Linked DNA regions of Mus musculus: region 1 is linked to region 2. A link is a contact called in public HiChIP or PLAC-seq data. All regions are on one chromosome and are shown on one strand. Each heading gives the region's core, a stretch centred on a gene start, on an enhancer-like site or on the middle of the called end of the contact. The rest is flanking DNA. Distances are from core to core; before and after follow the strand shown. Region 1 overlaps Lrrc41 (leucine rich repeat containing 41). Region 2 overlaps Efcab14 (EF-hand calcium binding domain 14).

Region 1 (7,459 bases), core at 1,212-3,711, 330 kb after region 2:
CACCATGTTGGCTAGACTGGCTCACCAGTGAATCCAAGACCTGCCTTACTCTACCTTTCCAGTGCTGGGATTTCAGGTATAGGCCACGACAGGCCTACCATTTAGATAAGTTCTAGGAATCCGAACTCAGGGCGTCACATTTACACAGCAAACAACCCCTGAGGAGTCCACCCAAGCCCTGCATATTCTTTATTTGCTTTGTCTTATCTCTGAATGCAAAGACAAGATTTTATGTTTAGTGGTCCATTTCTAGGATTTACATATAATGTTTGACACATAGCAGGAGCAGGATAAGATAATAAACCATTTTCCTAGTGAACCTACTACATGTAGAAGTAGAGGCCAGTAAGATAACTTAGCAAGAAAAGGCACTTATCACCAGACCTGAAGTACCCTCAGAATGCACATTGTAGAACTGACTCTTGCAAGTTGTTCTCTGAACCCCACATGGTCACTGTGGTACACACATGCCCACACATCACATGCCCATACAACACATGCCCACACATCACATGCCCACACATCACATGCCCATACAACACATGCCCACACATCAAATACATGGTTTGTTTTTTATTTTTTTGGAGACAGGGTTTCTCTGTGTAACCCTGGCTTTCTTGGAATTTACTTTGTAGACCAGGCCAGCCTTGAACTCAAACAGATCACCTGCCTCTGCCTCCTGAGTTCTGGAACTAAAGGGTGTGTGTTCCCACACCTAAAACATATGTATTTTTAAGTGAAGTAGAGAAAACTAAGTGGAATGTCCTCTTCCTCTCATACAGAAAACTGCCTCGAGCAGTTGGAAATGGGATTTCCACGAGGAGCCCAGCCAGCCCCACTGCTCTGCTCTGTCCTCAAGGCCTCAGGTTCTCTACAGCAGCTGTCACTGGACAGTGCCACCTTTGCCTCGCCTCAAGATTTTGGGCTTGTGTTGCAAACACTCAAAGGTAGGAATGGTGAAAGTGGGTAGGTAGGGACCTAACATTGTTCCCTGGGAAAATTAAGCCCCACCACCCATGGTGTGTGTCTCCTATCCAGAACACAACCTATCCCTGAAGAGGCTGAGCTTCCATGATATGAATCTTGCAGACTGTCAGAGTGAAGTGCTTTTTTTGCTAAAGAATCTGACCCTTCAAGGTAAGTTCCTAACCCAGAGCCTGCGCATTCCTGTGTCCTTACTGTAGCTTTGTCATGATCTCAGTCTGCAAACCACTGTTTTCCCAGGTCTCTATCTTCCTTGACTATAAAGGATATGGAACCTACATGACCTTCCTTCTAATATCCCAAGTTTTAGTACATCACCCAGTTTTGTTTTGTTTTAAGGGGCTGTCAGAAATGGTGGTAGCACCTTGGTGGTTTCAATTTAAAAAAAAAAAAAGATAGTGGGGAGAAATAAACATGCTACTGTGTGTGGGTGTGACTAGTCAGACACTCACTGTGACTAGTCTCCCCCCCTGCAAAAGCATCAGTGACTATATATAGAGAGCGGGAAGTGGATAAAAAATTTATCCTCAGAGATGTTCCTCAAACAGGCTCAATGTCCTATTTGAATTGAGTTCCAATATTGCTCGGATCTATATAGATTATCCTTTTCAGATCTGTATAAATGTTCACAGTACCTTGCTAGGCCAACCTAGGACAGGAGGACAGCACCACCCCTGCTTCAGTCATCTGAATATTCTACTTTCTCTTGACAGAGATTACCTTCTCCTTCTGCCGTCTGTTTGAGAAGCGCCCAGTCCAATTTCTTCCTGAGATGGTTGCTGCTATGAAGGGCAACTCTACACTGAAGGGCCTTCGACTACCAGGGAACCGCCTGGGTAGGGACCATACCCTGGAGAGGAGGAAGGGAGAAGGGAGGGAAAGAAGGAACTAGGAACTAGAAACTTTTGGGGTAAAGGTACTGACCAGGTTGTAATATAGGTATTTGAGTACTGGGTATTCAGAACTGCTAGGACTAGGGTTCTCCCAGGTTGGAGCTGGGATAGGATACCCTTGTTTCCTTGTTTGTGAGTAGAGTTAATGAGTGTTCCTCTCTCCCTCGCCAGGGAACGCTGGCCTATTAGCCCTAGCAGATGTTTTCTCAGAGGATTCTTCCTCTTCTCTCTGTCAGCTGGACATCAGGTATGCTAGGGGTTAGGAGACAAGGGATGGGGGAAGAAAAGGATATCAATGTAGACAAAAGCCTAGTTGCTTCCTGGATATCTAATTCATGGCATCCCTACCAGTTCCAACTGCATCAAGCCAGATGGGCTTTTGGAGTTTGCCAAACGACTGGAGCGCTGGGGCCGAGGAGCCTTTGGTCACCTACGCCTCTTCCAGAACTGGCTGGACCAGGATGCAGTCACAGCAAGAGAAGCAATCCGGCGACTCCGGGCTACCTGCCACGTGGTTAGCGACTCATGGGACTCAACCCAGGCCTTTGCAGATTATGTCAGCACCATGTGATGGGGCCCATACCTCACAGGCCCATCCTCAGTACCATCAGCTTGCAGGGACTGAGCCGTGGGCTGCCCAGAATCCCCAACCACTGATTCTGTCATCCTCTTTCTGCCACTTTGTCTATTTCTGTTTCCTTTTCATCTTCCCTTGCACTGAGGTCCTGGAGGCCTTGATGAGGCCCAGCAAAGGCATTCCCACCGCTGAGTTCAGAGGCTTTGGGCCACTTACTCAGTACTCTGGGAACCCCAGGCCAGGAGGTTACGGGTCTCTATCGTCACTGAGGAAAACACCCCCTACCCCTGCTCTGGGGTTTCCTGCTTCATTCCTCAAGCAGGCACCCAGGCTTTAGAGAAGTATAGGAATGCCTAACACCAGGCCTCTTCCCTCCTGGGCTTACCAATGTGTTCCCAGGCCTCAGTCCCTTTCATGCCTTTATTCCTTTCTTTTTCTTTTTTTTTTTTAAACCAAAAAAGTTTTTCTTATAAAATAAATTTTGGGCAAACATCATGCAGCCCTTCTTGATGATTTTCTCCCAGAGAATAAAACTGAGCAGAGCCTCATGAGGCAGAGAACCCCCTTTCCCTGTATCCTTTCCCAAACAACTACATCCAGACCAGCTGATTATCAGTGAAGACCGCGCTGCTCCTCATGAGAACGCTGGTGGAAGACGAAGGTGATGGCTGTAGATGAAGCATCCCAGGCAGCCTGGAGTACCTCATCCTGGAGCCCTCGTTTATCTGTGCTGTGGTTCCACTGAGCCAGGTCTGAAGTGCAGTCAGAACCATCAGGGGGTGGCCAGACCTGACGGTTGTTTACACAACGGCGGCAATGCAATCTGGGGTCAGAGGACAGAGTTGTGGTCACTACGGATTTCTGTGCTGGTCAGGTAGCAAAGAGATAATGACAAGGAACTCCACATACCTGTCATGTGTGTCACTGAGGCTTGCTTCATCCAGAGTAAACAGCTCTTTAAGCTCACCAAGAGAAAAGTGGCGCTCCACATCCTGCTCCTCGTCCACCACACAGCTGCTCAGAGCCTTCTTGTGGCTCTGCCGCTGAAAGATCTTCTCCTCAATTGTTCCTGCCTAGAAATGGGATGAAATGTAGAACTCAACCATTCCTGTAGATGCTGAGGGAGCAGGAAAACCTAGGGGCTGCAAACATCTTGAGAAAGAGCAATTATCTGCCTTAGCAGAGATCCATTTTCCTAGTTTTGGAGCCAAGAATTGTGCTGCTTTGTCTGTCCCGACCATTTTCAGCATCAGTGGAGAGTGTCAGCCTGGCTAAATGGGTTGAGTGTAAACAGGTTATCTGTATCAAAGTGCCCTCCACACCAAGCCCAACTCTCATTCAGTATCATCCGACAATTTTATGTCAGGTCATATACTAGTAATAGGATACAAGAAAGAATGAAGTATGATCGCTATCACAGAGGTCACAGAGCACTTCATTCAATATGCAGACTAACTATATAAATAGATTTGTACCATTGCAAAAACCTGTTAAGTAATACTCAGGGTCTCATGAAAGGAATGATCGAAGAGTTGAGGAGTTCAGAAAGCACTGAAAACAGATTCTCTCTGAGCTGACTCCAGAAAAAAAGGTGGACTAGAAGCCAAGAGCAACAAAGAGGGTCAGTTCTTCAGAAGGCTGAGGCAGGAAGAGTTCTTGGACAAGGTGGAAGATTCTAGAAACATTAAGGTTTTAAAGTAAACATGTAAGTATAAGAAAGCTAGAAAGGATGAAAGAGTAAGATGATCTCTACTAAAGCCTTGAAAACCAGCTGGAGAGATGGCTCAGCGGTTGAGAGCACTGACTGCTCTTCCAGAGACCCCGAGTTCAATGCCCAGCAACCACATGATGGCACACAACCATCTGTAATGGGATCTTATGCCCTCTTCTGGTGTGTGTCTGAATACAGCTACAGTGTACTCATACACATACTTACAGATAGCAGTCGGTAGATATAGCAGATCTTCTTTTGACCATCACGCCAGACTCGGGCCATAGCTTGTTCATCATTGGCTGGATTCCAGTCAGGATCAAACATGACCAGTCGGTTAGCACCAATGAGGTTAAGACCACAGCCCCCGGCTTTGCTGCTCAGCATGAAAACAAAATCAGGGCTCTGGGAAGAAAAGAAACAAGAAAGGAGAGCATAGGATGCACACACTTGGAAACTAAACTGGGATCCTTCTTAGCTCCACCAACACTTTTCTATACTCACACTGAGGACCACAGGTTGGTCTGCCTATCATTCAATTTCCCAACCCACAAAGTCAGTTCCTAAGCCAGATTCATCTTATCACACCCACCAGAACACAAAACAAAAATAAAGCAATGAAACACAACCACCACACAGCTGCTCTGTCAACACATCCTTCCTGCGCTTGCTGTACTTACCGATGGGCTATTGAAGCGCTCCACAACCTTGGCTCGCTTCTTAATGGACATCGTGCCATCCAGGCGAACATACAAGTACCTTGAGGGAGATCCAAATATCAAGACCCAAGAAGCATAAATTAATTGGAACTATGGCTACCAAGAAGACTAGATTAACCATGCTTGAGGCTGCTCACGCATAGTCCAAGGCTTCCCTAAGAGAAGGACAGAGAAGGGCAGGAATTCTGATCTGTGTAAAGACAGAGCTATTGCCATCACAGTCATGAGGTAAGAGAAAGTCCTCATATAGCCACACCTTGATAAACATCCAATAATCAGAAAAATCTAATCATTTTCCTAGAGTGTCAGTGAGGAAGACACATCCCTTTGCTAGCCAGCCTGGTTAGGTTCTTCCCTACCTTCGAACCCGGCACAGCTTTTCAAAGAGATCCAATGTCTGAGTATAATTAGACACCAGCACGACTTTGTCACTGCTACGGCTTCGAGTCACGGCCAGAATGTAATCAAGGACCAGCATCTTACCTGGGAAAAGTGGCTATTATCAGTCCTCACAATTGGTCATCCCAGTGGCCTGCGGTGGTTATACTTGATACCCTGCTTTCAGACAGGATAGCTTCAGCACAGAGGTAATTTCCTAGCCTTATCCTATATTCCCTCCTCCAAGGAGACTGACCATCTGCTAATTGGGTGGGCTCACCTGACAACTGTGGCTCTACAGCTTTAGAGTTATAACCAGGTGGGAAGATACCCAAAGTGCCCTCAAAGCCATCCTCCTCTGCCACACACTTGTCATAGATTAGAGCTGGATCTGAAAACCAAAAAAAGAAAAAAAAAAAAAAACAAACCACCAATCAACCAAACAAATCCATAGGAAAATGCTAGCACCTTTGATTGTCTGAAGCTTGTACTTCAGTGCTCACCCTCTGGCTATCTGGCGCTGACATAGGTCTCACAACTAGACTCACCTGGGGTACACCCTCCCAAGTTCCCACAGGGTGTAGCCAGTATCATCTGGAAGCCTCACCATCACTCACTACAATGTTCTCCCAACAACAAAAGGAACCATCTGTTACTTTTCTTTCTGCCTCTTGTTCAAGAGGATGGGTGCAGACAAGCACTCACATACACAGTCCAACACATCTCAAGCACTAAGGATGGGCTGGGCAGAAGACTATAAAATTGCCAAAGTAAAGGTGTCATTCAGAAGAGTCCACATGTGGCCTCCATGGGGTCTCTAGAGAAGTTCTGGTGAAGGTCAGCAGCCTATTCACAAGAACTTCCGCTCCCTGCTCACTCACACAGAAGATACCGGGTATGGGTGCACTCACGATTACACAGCTTCTTTAGAGAGGTGATAGAAGACAGGGAAGACACACTCATCTTGCCCTCACGCAATTCTTCTTCAGGCTTAGCCTGTCTCAGAAATCTCTTGTATAGCTCAGTTTGAAGGGGTGTCAGCCTGAAAATAAAAGGGCAGGTGTAGCTCAATAGAAAAGACTGGAGCACACACACAGCTACCCTGAGAACACTGAAATTCAGCCACACTTCAGAAGCTAAGCTTTAACCCACTCACTGTCCGCCTTTCAAGCAAGTTCATACCTACAACAAACCACCTGCTCAATCTTCACGGGCAGATACTTAGAGAGGATATCAGATGTTCTCCGTATCAGGCACCTAGGGGAAATGGGAAAAGGCACAAGGGAGGTGAAACTGATGCAGCAGAATAAGAACTAAAGGACAAAAGACTCACTCTACTTATAGTAAATATTTATTTATGGGCATGAGTCCTCTTTTTTTTTCCAAGACAGGGTTTCTCTGTATAGCCCTGGCTGTCCTGAAACTCACTTTGTAGACCAGGCTGGCCTCAAACTCAGAAATCCGCCTGCCTCCCGAGTGCTGGGATTAAGGGATTAAAGGCGTGCGACACCACGCCCGGCTGTGAGTATTCTTTTTGCATGTATGTCTACACACTGTGTTCATGCCTGGTGCCCTCAGATAGAGGAAGAGGGTGCCAGCTCTCCTGGAACTGGTGTTACAGATGCTACCACATAGGTGTTGGAAATCGTCTGCAAGAACAACTCGTGTACTTAACCTTAACCACTAAGCCAACTCAACTCTCCAGTGCCTAAGCTATAGGTCTTTATTGGGAGGCGTCCATCTGTATTTGCACAGGCACCAGCTGTTACGTAACTCCAGCCAGTAAGTCCTTATCTGTCTAGACCAGAAAGAATAAAGAGGCATCTTCTGCACGTGCCTGGAATCCCATCATCTGGGAGGTAGCCTCGGATGCATGAGATACAATCTCAAAAACAGAGACGAGGAGGAGGGACAGCAGCCTCATAGGACACAATAACCCTGCTATCTAAAATTGGTAGCCATGAAGTTGGGAGGGCAGAACACTGATAATGAAATTTATCAACAGTTCATACCAATAACAGGAGTCCAGGATATACCTGCTCTTGAATCATTTGAAACCCACTGGAACAAAAATAAGCACTCTTGGCCTGGGAGCCACACTAAAATTCTTCAGCTCTTTAACCCACCACACAACTCATCTACACATAGAAAGCCTAATGCTTTAGGCAAAAAGCAACTGTCGAGAAGGTTCTGAAGC
Region 2 (6,873 bases), core at 235-2,734:
GTTCCAAACTAGTAAGAAACATTTTCTCAAAAACAAAAAGGTGAACAGAGACCAGAGAGATAGCTCAGTGCCTAATAGCACTTACAGCCTAATGATCTAAGGTCAGTCCCCAGAACTAACATAAAGACAAAAGCAGAGAGTTGAGTATGAAGTTGTCCTCTGAGCTCAACATATGACATGTGTACACCCACACCCACACACATCATACACAAACATAATAATCATCTATTTTAAAAGGTGGACAGTACCTGAGGAGTAACACCTGAGATTGCCCTCTGGCCTCCACATACCTGCAAATACACAGGTACACGCACAGAAACACACACACACACAATTTATAGCTAACATTGTTGGGCCAGATACAGAAAGCTGCCCACATCTAAACAGCAGTTAATTGGTTGAGACAGAATTCAAGCTGAGGCTGACTCTAAAGCTTCCATACTACCTTTCTCTTAAATGTTGTTTAAGGTCTTCAGTCATTCACTAAGTGCCCTCCAGACCCCATGTCAAAGGATGGAATACAGTATAAGATACAATCTTGCCGGGCGGTGGTGGCATATGCTTTTTGGGAGGCAGAGGCAGGCGGATTTCTGAGTTCGAAGCCAGCCTGGTCTACAAAGTGAGTTCCAGGACAGCCAAGGGTACACAGAGAAACCCTGTCTCAAAAAAAAAAAAATAAAATAAAAAAAAAAAATAAGGATACAGTCTCAGCCAGACACAGTGCATATACCTATAATCTCAACTGAGGCACAACAATAAAGATATTGAGGCCAGCCTGTGCTCTATATAGTGAGATCATGTCTCCAAAAATGTCCCTTTCTTTCCATAAGGATAGGTTGTCTAAAGCAGAGGACAGAAAAAGCAAACACAATTCTGTTAGATTAGCAAAACAAGTCAAAGTTGACTGTTTCCCTGCAACAGGCCCTCTGGGATTCTGACAGCGAGCAGAATAAGTATTCATACAAAGGCTATATGTCATAGAACAATGTCTGCCTTGTTCTCAGTAGTGTCTTGTACTCTTCATTGTGATGGTGAGGCTTCCTGGTTGTCTCTTGCCGTCTGGAAAGTCGTCCAGTTCTGACCACATACCTTGCACTGGTTCTTCACTTAGGTTCAGATGCCATCGTGCTCTCCCAGGTCTGGAGCAGGTGCTTCCTGTGCGTTATGACATGTTTTACTTGCTCCTAATTAGCATATGCCACTGTTGAAATTCCCTAGGAAGAAACAGTTTAGCTTCCGTGAGGAAAGTCTCATGGAAGTCTCCTGTTCACTCCCTAGCCTGCAGCACAGAGCCTGGTAGGACTGTGAAACTGAATGACTGTGTTGCTTATTCATCTTGCAGTTAATGCTTAACTACCATTACTTTTCGCCCCGTCTGGGGTGGCTTTCCTTTGTTTTCTGGAGGGGAAGGCGAGTCATTGTATTTACTCTCTATTGAAAGGAATTCCCATCTAGCCATTTGCTGTTGGGAAGAAGTATCCCAGCTGCTTTTCTGGCTCAGGGCATTTCTGAGGTCTCACCAGCTGCACTGCCAGGCCCGCGAAGCAACAGGAGTGAGGAGGGCCTTTCAGGAATTTATGAGACTTCCTCAATGGAGTAGATCTTGCACAGAAATAGCTTTTCCTCCCTTCAGCACATCTTCCCAAGTACCAAACAGCAAGAGGCATGTGGAGTCAAAGCATGATCTTGAATAAATGAAGAAAAATAATCAGGAAAGCTTTTAAAGAAACACACACTAGTGACCTTCTTCTTTCTATAGTATTATAATCTTTTCAGTGAGCTTAAGAACTCAGTCAAGTCCTTTTTATTTTTTATTTCTTCTATAATTCTTAATTGTGTGTGCACTCTCAAAGGCCAGAAACATCAGATCCTTCTGGAGCTGGAGCTGGAGCTGCAGGCAGTTGTGAACTACCTGACACGGACGCTAGGAACTGAACTCTGGTCCGCAGGGGGAGGAGTACAAACTCCTGACCACTGATCCATCTCTCTGAAACCCCTTTTGGATTTTTTTAGTTTGTTGGTTGATTGGTGTTTGTTTAAAGTTTTTGTTTTGTTTTGTTTTGTTGAGGTTTTTTTGTATGTTTTTTGTTTGTTTTGAGACAACCTCATATAGCCAGGTTGACCTTACTACTCTGTATATCTGAGTCTGGTCTTGAACTCTGGATTACAGGCATACACCACCACCCCTGGATCAAATCCTTTTTAAATTGTTAAAGGCTTTTGTTGGAAATTTTCTAATGTCATTTTCTAAATAGTATCTTTGTTATTTTTTTTAATACAGATTAACTGGTAGCATTAACCACCAAAAAAATAAACAAACAGATACAGAGATTTCTATGGTCCTTTTTTAATGGAGATATAATTCATACTCCATGTCACCCTTTTAAACTGTGTAATTGCATGGGCCTTAGTATATTCTCAAGATTATATAGCCATCACCTTGACTTAATTCCATAGCATTTTTATCACCCCAGAATGAAGCTTCATACTCCTTTAACAGCTTCGTCTGAGGCTGGCCAGATGCCTCAATGCTTGCCAGCAAGCCTGACACCCTGAGCAGGAGCCACGTGGTAGAAGAAGAAAGCCCACGCCCACAAGTTCTTCTCTGATCTCCACATGCATCTTACTATGTACACATGTACACATACACAATAAGTACATAGATAGATAGATAGATAGATAGATAGATAGATAGATAGATAGATAGATAGATAGATAAGGGAGAAGTTTAAGATGCACTCCAGTTACTCCTACTGTCTCAATAAACTTATTTATCTGGGATGTTTCGTTTGTAGAAATGGAATCATACAATCTGTGGCCTTCTATATACTTCTTTTATCATAGTTCTCTTTTCATTTTGTGGCATGAAACAATACTTCCTTTCTATGGCTGAGTAATAGTCTATTGTATGCTATATTCACACTTTGTTCATCCATTCATCAGTTGATGCATATTTGGGTTGTTTCCAGTTTTTTACAAATAATAATGCTGCTGTGAACATGAGGGCATAGATTTTTATGAACATGGTTGTTTTCTTGACCTAGTGCCTAGGAATTAAATTACCAGGTCATACAGTTCCTGAACGGCCAAACCGTTGTTCGGAATGTGACTTCCAGTTGACATTCTCATTAGCCCCGTAAGGACTCATCGCTTTCCCCCACATCATCATTGCTCCTGATGATGGCCATCCTGGTGATGATAAAGTAGTCTGTAATCCTGACTTTTTTTATTTCTTCCAATTTTGAGATTATATTATAATTATATCAACTCTCCCTTCCCTTTCTTTCCTCCAAACCCTCCCATATACATCTCCTTTCTCTCTTTCAACTCCGTGGTTTCTTTTTCATTAATTGTTTTTACACACACACACACACATTCCTAACTATAACCTGATAAATCTGTATAATGTATGTTTTCAGGGCTGACCATTCGTCATTAGATAACTAATTGATGTGCTCTTCCCTGGATAAACAGTTTTTCCTACTTTCAGCATCTCATAGTTACCCATATGTAGTTTTTTGTGTAGGGTTGAAGTCTCCTGGGGCTTAGCCCGTACACTTTGGTGTGTCTATTGTTGTCCTTGTTCAGTTCATATTTAGATAGTCGTATAGGTGAGACTTTATAGTGTAGCTTCTGACATTCTCGTTTGTTTGTTTGTTTGTTTGTTTGTTTGTTTGTTTGTTTGAGACAGGGTTTCTCTGTGTAGCCCTGGCTGTCCAAGAACTCACTCTGTAGACCAGGCTGGCCTCGAACTCAGAAATCCGCCTGCCTCTGCCTCCCTAGTGCTGGTATTAAAGGTGTACGCCACCATGCCCAGCTAGCTTCTGACATTCTTAAGAGACAAAATTGCAGGGTAAACTCCTTGACCCTCTGGCTCTTACAGTCTTTCCGCTCTTCCTTCTGAAATGTTCCCTGAGCCATAGGTGTAGGAGCTGTTTTATAGAGGTGCCCATTGGAACTGGTCTCCACATCTCTGCATTTTGATTGGTTGTAGTTTTCTGTAATGGTTTCTGTCTGTTGCACTTTTCCATGGTTATAAGGACAAATATTTAAAATGTTGTTAGGATTTATTCTGGTAGGTTCTCCTCCAAGATCCATGACTTCACTAGGCCTGGGTAGTTGACCAAGTTTCCAGTACTAAACACAATTTCCCTCCTAATTTAAGCAGGTCTTAAGTCCAATGAGAGGGCCGGGCAGTGGTGGCACACGCCTTTAATCCCAGAGGACAACCAGGGCTACACAGAGAAACCCTGTCTCAGAAAAAGAAAAAAAAAAAAAAAAGTTCAGTGAGAGAGCTGATGGTTACTGCCAACATATGCATGCCACTACTGCACCCTTGGGGTTATCATGCCATGCTGGTCATCATTGTGTCTCATAAGCACCATATCTGTGTGACACTCTTGGTTGCTTACCTCCTTTGGAAGCTTGATTGGCACCTCTGGTACCAAAAACCTTAGTCCTTAGAACAGAGGCATTCAGGTCAGTTCCAGCTCGGGGCCTCTGACTCTGTGTCTGAAGTGAATGGTGTCTTCAGCAATAAGAACTTAACCTTCCACTCTGGGAGGCAACCAATAGCAATGGTAGCTGTTTGGGGGAGTTTGGAAGAGTCTCTTGAACAAACCTGACCAACAAAAAGAGGATTTCTTATGCCTAATGTTGAAGTTATCTTAGGTGTTCTCTTGGAGGGACCATTGTCAGCCTAGACGAGGAAATTTCATTTAAACTATATACGTATTTTTACACACAGACTTAGTATATTACAGGTGGGGAATTTTTAGGTGAATAGTTAATCATGATTCCTATGACTTCTTCACACGTCCTTACTTATTTTACCTTCCTCTTTCCTTCTGTGTTTATCTCCCTCCCAATTCCTGATTCTTCAACTACTTAATTTCTAGATCTAGAAAGACAATGGTACATAGTAGCAAGATCACCATACTGGGTAATATTTGATACACTTCAGTGCTTTTCAAAGTTGGTTGATTGCAGTGAGAATTTTGGTTTCTTAAAATCAGAGAAATATTATAAGAATAAGTTTTTGTTTTAATTCCATATGGGGCTGCTTCAGGTTGTCCACAGCAGCTGACTATGATTTGCCTCATGCTCTAGCAGAGTCATAGTTTTTACAACGACAGATAGTTTCTGTGATTATGTGACATTTAGAATTCTGGGATCTCTTCACAGGGTATATCAATGCTAGGCTCCCAAGCAGCAGGCTGGGTTATTGGTTGTTGTTGGTTGCAGTTGGTCTCTGTTTAAGTAGCCAGGCTCAAAGAAGAAACAAGATAAAAAGAAAAAATTGGGTGTCTTGACTGCAAAGATCAAACGTCCCAAGGAACTCAATACTACCCCTAATTAGCAGGAAATAGTCTAAGGATGATGTTGCCCCCTTTCCTCTCTGTCCTTTTTTTCTCCCTATCTAGTGTTGGGGTGGGTGGAAAGGGTGGAAGAAAAAAAAAAAAAACGTTGCCACAAAGTAGCCAAATACTGGCTACAGTTGACCTTTGCATTTTGTTTGTTTGTTTGTTTTGTTTTGTTTTTCGAGACAGGGTTTCTCTGTATAGCTCTGGCTGTCCTAGAACTCACTTTGTAGACCAGGCTGGCCTCCAACTCAGAAATCCGCCTGCCTCTGCCTCCCTAATGCTGGGATTAAAGGCGTGCGCCACCACGCCCAGCTAGATCTTTGCATTTTATAACTATTAGAATTGAGAATGCCATCTCACATATATATGTAGTACAGAATAGCAAAATATCTTTAGAGCCATTTCAGAAATCGAAAACTTAAGTCAGCAACTCAAATGGCAGTTTTAAAAATTAAACATTCTAACATTACAACCAAAAGATGCACTGGTTTGATACGTGCTAAAGAACAATGGCAAGAAAATATTTTTTAAGTTTTTGTTTTCTACAAACCCTTGTTTCTATAAGAAGAGAAAACTTGGTATATACAATAAAAACACTGCAGCTCACAGCATACAGTAGACTGAAATCCAAAGCAAAGTGCTTCAGGCAGCGTTCATGGCGTATGGCATGAGGGCATATGCACTGTGTGTCAGCACGTCCCGTACTGTAGATCAGGCGAACACTTCCAGAAACACCTCAGACTTGTTAAGCATATGAGTCTGATTTACTGTTTGGTCACTGTTGCCAAACATGACGCCAACATTGCAGGTATGTAACTAACTTCCATATGAGTTTTCACCTCAGTGTAAAAAGCTGTGCAGTATAGTATTCGTCTCCTTCTTAAAGGATCAAAATGTATCATTCTTGGTTTTTTCCTTATTTCACATCTGTATGTGCATGTGAGTGTGTATTGCGTGTATGTGTCTATATGCATGTTTACCTGTATGGGCATGGGTTTTGTGCATGTGCACATTTACATGTGTGTGCTTGTACACATGTATATGTGTGGGTGTATATTTGGCGGTCCCACACTGATGTCAGGAACCATCCTCACCAAGTCAGTCTTCCAGGCAAGCCCAGAGCTCGCTGGCAGGGCTGGTCGCAGCAGCCAGCTTGCTCTAGGGATGCTCTCACCACTTTCTGAGGTTGGAATTACAGAAAGGTCATCATGCCCTCCTGGAATTTGCATGTATTCTGGGGACCCAAACCCTGGCCCTCGCAGGTGCATGATCACAAACACTTTAACCACTGGTCCATGGGGTTCGGGAAGGCGGGTTCTTGGAGGCTAGAAGAGAGCATCTGATTTCCTGGACCTGAAGTTACAAGTGGCTGGGAGCCAAACTCACAGTCCTAGAAGAGCAGCTAGCACTCTTAACCACTGAGCCATCTCTCTACCCCTCCCAGCAAGTTGGGAGAGTTGTTTTGTTTTGCAGGGGAAGGGTTTGAGATAAGCCCTGGCTGATCTGGAAC

What was found. HiChIP or PLAC-seq counts read pairs in DNA pulled down with a chosen protein or histone mark.
Region 1: a contact with region 2 is called in a FOXA1 HiChIP or PLAC-seq map of pancreatic cancer cells. The contact joins two enhancer-like sites. A contact is called at or near these places in 1 of 115 datasets of contacts at active chromatin or transcription factors (pancreatic cancer cells) and 3 of 9 other capture datasets (adipose tissue, liver and pancreatic islet).

Annotation. Positions count from the first base shown.
Region 1 is chr4:116,094,095-116,101,553 of GRCm38.p6, forward strand. Lrrc41 (leucine rich repeat containing 41) reads left to right here. Exons shown (of 10, transcript NM_153521.2): 6 at 783-947; 7 at 1,039-1,137; 8 at 1,698-1,820; 9 at 2,049-2,124; 10 at 2,229-3,015. The coding sequence ends at 2,448. Rad54l (RAD54 like (S. cerevisiae)) reads right to left here. Exons shown (of 18, transcript NM_009015.3): 11 at 6,445-6,519; 12 at 6,174-6,304; 13 at 5,543-5,653; 14 at 5,244-5,367; 15 at 4,846-4,924; 16 at 4,391-4,570; 17 at 3,364-3,527; 18 at 2,861-3,277. The coding sequence ends at 3,067. Among named protein-coding and RNA genes, the nearest start is that of Gm52704, 9.4 kb to the left of the region's middle. Within about 2 kb of position 2,462, at least 21 of the 459 cell types and tissues checked have an H3K27ac peak or open chromatin away from gene starts, as enhancers often do. A contact at or near this core is called in pancreatic cancer cells, where this site is marked.
Region 2 is chr4:115,766,762-115,773,634 of GRCm38.p6, forward strand. All of the region lies in intron 10 of Efcab14 (EF-hand calcium binding domain 14), which reads left to right. Among named protein-coding and RNA genes, the nearest start is that of Tex38, 11 kb to the right of the region's middle. Within about 2 kb of position 1,485, at least 43 of the 459 cell types and tissues checked have an H3K27ac peak or open chromatin away from gene starts, as enhancers often do. A contact at or near this core is called in pancreatic cancer cells, where this site is marked.